Regions from separate parts of the Mus musculus genome. Here region 1 is linked to region 2. The links are chromatin contacts, called in public Hi-C maps. All regions are on one chromosome and are shown on one strand. The core of a region is the stretch at or near the end of the contact, and the rest is flanking DNA. Distances in the headings are between cores, read along the strand shown. Region 1 overlaps Ntn4 (netrin 4). Region 2 has its middle 25 kb from the start of Snrpf.

Evidence for each region. A called contact is a pair of places that touch in the nucleus more often than the background predicts.
Region 1: a Hi-C map of pre-pro-B cells shows a contact between it and region 2, with 2.1 times the contacts expected there. The contact joins two enhancer-like sites. A contact is called at or near these places in 5 of 39 promoter capture datasets (the C10 cell line, cranial neural crest, embryonic stem cells and 2 more), 3 of 484 Hi-C or Micro-C datasets (the Ba/F3 cell line, mammary gland and pre-pro-B cells) and 3 of 115 datasets of contacts at active chromatin or transcription factors (bone marrow-derived macrophages, embryonic stem cells and pancreatic cancer cells).

The regions. Positions count from the first base shown.
Region 1 is chr10:93,687,774-93,690,473 of GRCm38.p6, reverse strand. The region is part of intron 3 of Ntn4 (netrin 4); the gene reads right to left. Among named protein-coding and RNA genes, the nearest start is that of Gm15915, 5.8 kb to the right of the region's middle. Within about 2 kb of position 1,428, at least 100 of the 459 cell types and tissues checked have an H3K27ac peak or open chromatin away from gene starts, as enhancers often do. A contact at or near this core is called in pre-pro-B cells, where this site is marked.
Region 2 is chr10:93,613,788-93,616,487 of GRCm38.p6, reverse strand. No RefSeq gene overlaps it. Among named protein-coding and RNA genes, the nearest start is that of Snrpf, 25 kb to the right of the region's middle. Within about 2 kb of position 1,362, at least 19 of the 459 cell types and tissues checked have an H3K27ac peak or open chromatin away from gene starts, as enhancers often do. A contact at or near this core is called in pre-pro-B cells, where this site is marked.

The sequences.
Region 1 (2,700 bases), core at 179-2,678, 74 kb before region 2:
TCTACGTCGAGCATCACGTGCGATGCGCATGGGGAGAGCATCACAGAGCACTTAACCTCTTGGTTCTGTTGTGTCCTCACTTCCAACTTTGCTAGGTTTATTCTGCAGTGCATTGTCCTAATCCATCTCTTGACCATGTCTTCATCCCTGTTTCCCTCTCAGCCTCCCTCCCTTCTGTGCTCTGCTCTTAGCCAGCTAACCCTAGCTGGATGCTTGGCTTTCCTAGACTAACAGGAAGAGGATGAGCCTTGGAGATTGATTGGCAGGTGTGTTGAGTGTGGCTGCCCCCCTTACTAGCTTTTGGGAAGGGAATAAACGTCTCCACATTTTGGTTTCTCTTCTTGAAAGAAATGAGAAGGACACATTGTACAGCTGCTGTGAAGGTTAAACTCAGTAGCTTGCCCAGCTTGCTACACTACAGTATTTAATAAGTGGTAAACGTTAGTCTTTGTAGTTCATGGTAGGTTTTTTTTTTCTATGCTAAGATCTAAAACAAACTTACAGATGTTCACTTCCAAATATGGCTATGTATCTTACTGTAAAATAAAAAAAGATTAAAAAAAATCTCAACTCAGTTATCTCATTTAATAACATTACTGTTTTAAACTTTCTGTTCTTTTCCATAAGACCTTAAAGACTAAAAGGTTTTCGGATAATATACATACATATATATATATATATATGTATGTATATATATATATATCAGAAAACTATATATATGGCATAACATAACATATATCTCGCATAACATATTTTACAGACAACATTTTCTTTTTATACATTTTTTCCTCTTAATTTTGTGTGTATGAGTGTTTTGCCTACACGTATCACATATGTATGTGAACCACATGTGTGACTGGGGCCTGAAGAGACCAGATGGGGTATTGGATCCCTTGGGACTAGAGTCATAGACTGTTGTAAGCAGCAATGTAGGTGCTGGGAAGAGAACCCACCCAGGTTTCTGTGTAACAGCCAGTGCTTATATTCAATTAAAAGAGAGAGAAAGAGAGAGAGAGAGAGAGAGAGAGAGAGAGAGAGAGAGAGAGAGAGAGAGAGAAGTGTATTGAAATAAAACCTCGTGAATGATTCTCAAACATACCTCCACAGACCCAGTGAAGTGCATGGTTCCCCAAATATCAGCGTTCACTCTTAAATTTAGAATAAATCAGTCAAAATACTGACCCTCTTTTAAAACGAGTTTCTCATTATGAAGTTTAAATCCACCCTAACAAGCATAGCTCATGGCACTTTAAAAAATTCTCCATGGTTCTCAAAGGTTTCTGGTTTTATCCAGTGGATTGGATATTTCAGTTAAAAAAAAAAAAAAAGAAGTTCCACGTTCCTTTTTATTACCATCCATCATCCAACAGCTGTAAAACCACCAGCTGCTAGAAGAAACAGGAACCAAATCAGCCGTCCACAGCTGCGACAAGAAGAAACCTTCGGAAAACGTCACCTAATTTCTGGGCTCTCAGCAGGATAGAGCCAAAGTACAGTTTCCCGTGCCACAAAACCCCTGGCCTTGTAAACATGTCAAGTAGCACATACGCTTAGATTTATTTTCGTCCTCACTGGGAAGAAGTGTTGTGGGAAAAACAGCAGAGGTGGCTGAGATCCTGTGATGCGCTAAGAACAGCGAAGAAAGTGTTTACCCTAGTGAGGACACAGCTGGCTATTTCGGTTTGCATTCATTTTCCTGAGACCGCATTTCCGCACGTAGCTCAGCCTGACCTCAAACTTGGAATCCTCCTGCCTCAGCCTCCCGAGGGCTGGGGTCACAGACATTTAACACCAAGCTTGAAACCATCATACTTTTTAATCCTCCCAGAAGCTATGAAAGCAGATCTTATCCTTACTGTATATGAGAGACTCGATATCGTATTTACCAAGTCACTCGGTTATAGAGACCGAGTGACTTGGTAAATACGGTATTGAGTCATACTTGTGTCTGGTTGGTTGGTGCTCTGCAAGACGAGGCTCGTGACTAGTTGCTGCAATGCTCTGCCTTCCAGAGAAAGGAACTGTTGAGGGAAATGCAGTGGATGAAGGCTAGATGGAGCGGATCCAGGAAGTGGGAGGAGGTGGATGGCGTGGATGGAGAAGTGGGGGGAGGAGGTTGGGGTGATTCCGGGAAGTGGGAGCGTGTGGATGGAGTGGTTCCAGGGAGTGGGGGGAGGTGGATGGGGTGGATCCGGGAAGTGGGGGGGGTGGATTGGGTGAATCCGGGAAGTGGGGGGAGGTGGATAGAGAGGATCCCGGAAGTGGAGTGAGGTAGATGGAGTGGATCCAGGAAGTGGGAGGAGGCGGTATTCTTTTTGAAAGTCACTTGGAGCTGCCTATTGGAATATTTCTACTAAAGCCTTATAGTCTTACACAGTTTAGACATAGAACATGTATCATTTTCATTAACTTGTCCAATCCACTCCCATCATCCATTAAGAATTCTAGCCAAGGGGCTGGAGAGATGGCTCAGTGGCAGAGAAGCATCTGCTGCACTTGTGGAAGACTGGGGTTTGAGTCCCAGCATCCACGTGGTGTTTCACAACCATCCGGAGAGCCAGTCAGGGGATCCAACAGGCATCCATGTGATGCACATTTCTGCATGCAGGCAAAGCACTCATGCACATAAAATAAAATAAACCTAATTAAAAAAAAACTTAATAAAAGGAACTCTAGCCTAGAAAATCTGACTTTGTTATA
Region 2 (2,700 bases), core at 113-2,612:
TATTAAAACCTCAAAAGGAAAGAACCCCTGGGTGTGTTGGCACACACCATAATCCCAACACTGAGGAGACAGAAGACAGAAGGATCACAAATCCAGGGCCAGCCTGGGCTACATAGCAAGCCTCAGTCTCAAAACAAGAAGAAAAGGAAGATAAGAAAAGGATAGGTCTACATAGGACCCCCCCCCCAAAAAAAAGTCAATCAAATATCACCTTTGTTGAAATATAACAGTAATAGCTTGCTTGCTGGATCCAATATCTAGTGTCACCTGCATGCCTGCACACCAGGTCTAGGTGACGTTAGGGCCACATATCTATCAATGATAACAGCTCCTTGGGAAATGCAAGGAAGAACGTTTGCTATTTGGTTCACTTCCTGCAAAGTTTCAGAGGTATAACAGAAAAAAATGGGATATCCACTGTAAAAGTAGTCTTTTAAAAGAATTAAAATTTAGGAAGAAGCAGAAACACCTAGCATGGCGGGGGTGGGGTGGGGGTTGGGGTGCTCCTGCAATCCCAGGACCTGGAAGAGGGGGTGAGCTGTGAGGATAGCTGGAGCCCCGCACAGCAAGACCCTTGCTCCTAAAACAAAAAGATCCCTAACAAAGGGAAGCCAGAGAGCTCAGTGTCCTTATTTATAATCATGAGAAACATGAGCTCAGATCCCTAAGGATTCCATCTTTTTTTTTAATTAGGTATTTTCTTCATTTACATTTCAAATGCTATCCCGAAAGTTCCCTATACCCTCCCTGCCCCTGCCCTGCTCCCCTACCCACCTACTCCCACTTCTTGGCCCTGGCGGTCCCCTGTACTGGGGTATATAAAGTTTGCAATACCAAGGGGCCTCTCCTCCCAATGATGGCCGACTAGGCCATCTTCTGCTACATATGCAGCTAGAGATACGAGCTCTGGGGGTACTGATTAGTTCATATTGTTGTTCCACCTATAGGGTTGCAGACCCCTTCAGCTCCTTGGGTGCTTTCTCTAGCTTCTTCATTGGGGGCCCTGTGTTCCATCCAATAGATGACTGTGAGCATCCACTTCTGTATTTGCCAGGCACTGGCATAGCCTCATATGAGACAGCTATATCAGGATCCTTTCAGCAAAAGCTTGCTGGCAGATGCAATAGTGTCTGGGTTTGGTGGCTGAAGGATGCCATTTAAAATCCCAACTCTGTCCTCTCATCTCAGCACACTGAATGTTTTCTAATTTTTTTTTTCCTGACCAAATTTTAAAGCCCCACTTGTTGAAAAATCAAGCTACTATCCAAAAAAAAATGAGTCTTGTCCTGCCTCCCTGCTGTGATTCATAAGGAGTTAGCTTTACACTGTTGGTGAGAACAGCGGCTGGGAGAGGCAGTTTACCCTCTACCTCCGAGTGATTTTTAAACCACATCAATTCTTTTATCACGTGCAGCTGTTTTCTATCCACAAATGATGGCTTGGGGCATTTTTGCTTTGCCACCGGTTTCAGAATCGAAAGAATGAAGGGGAACCAGGTAATCTACAACCACAGTAGATCGTACCCACAGTGTGGGGGCGGGGACGGGGAAGGGGGAGGGGGAAGGGAAGGGGAAGTGGGGGAGGGGGCACCTCAAGCTGCTTTAGAAGTAGAGACTGCTTAATAACAGCTTGGATGTCAAATATATTTCTAATTAACTTGCATTCAAGTATTCAACTAAATAGAGTGACTTTTGTTTCAATTTCTCCTAGTTTCTGTCAGTGAGAATTTATCCACGTGCTGGGACGTGTGCACATGGAGCATCAGATAGTTCTTTAGAGGCCTGCTGCATGACTTGGTGTATAATACGAGTATATAAGCCTGGCACGGTGACACATGCCTGTCTAAAACTGCACTCAAGGAGCCTGAAGTAGGAAAATCGGTGGTATGAGGCCAGCCTGTGTGAGCGCCCAACTCACCAGCAAGAAAGATGCCACAACAGGATCCTTCTGCACACGCTTATTGGGAGAGCTTGATTGCAGAGGCGAAAAGACCCTGAGCCCCAGTACTAGCGCTGCTTATATAGACCTAGGAGGGGCGTGTCCACACCCGATTGGTTATGCTTTCAGTACCTCATTTACATACCTTGGGCCAGGCTTTCAGTGCCTCGTTTGCATGCCTCAGGCCAGGCAGTGACTCAGCAAAAAACTCTACTGCACATGCGCACATTGGTTGTTTACTCAAATTTATGGGTGGTGGCCAGCGGTAGCCAGCGCCATCCTGCAATCGCGTATGTGGCTTCCTACAAGCCTGGGCTATAGAGTAAGACATTGTCTCTACAAAACAAAATAGAACCTCCTCTCAAAGGCAGATAAAATCTCACACATTAAACAAATCAGGCCAGAGACTGGGGGACCTAGGGGAAGGGGGTGGATAAATAAGATGGTGACTTTTGAGTAGGCCAAAAACTGGCAAGAGAGACCTATCCTGAAGGTATGTGTGAAGATGGGGACGTCTAGGGGACGTTTGGCAGTTCTTCTGTCTTGTGGAATTCAGTAGAATGATAAAGTTTGGTTATCAAATTTCATAATCCTGTGTGTAACGCAAACGTGTTTCTTCTACTTGTGTGTAAAAGTTGTTGACACCTCAGTCTCTCAGATTATTGTAAAATACGTGCAGACCAATGGGCCATTTTTGAGACAGAATTTTTCTGCACAAATTTTAAAAATGTCTGTCATTAAGAATTCCTCTTGGTATTTAAA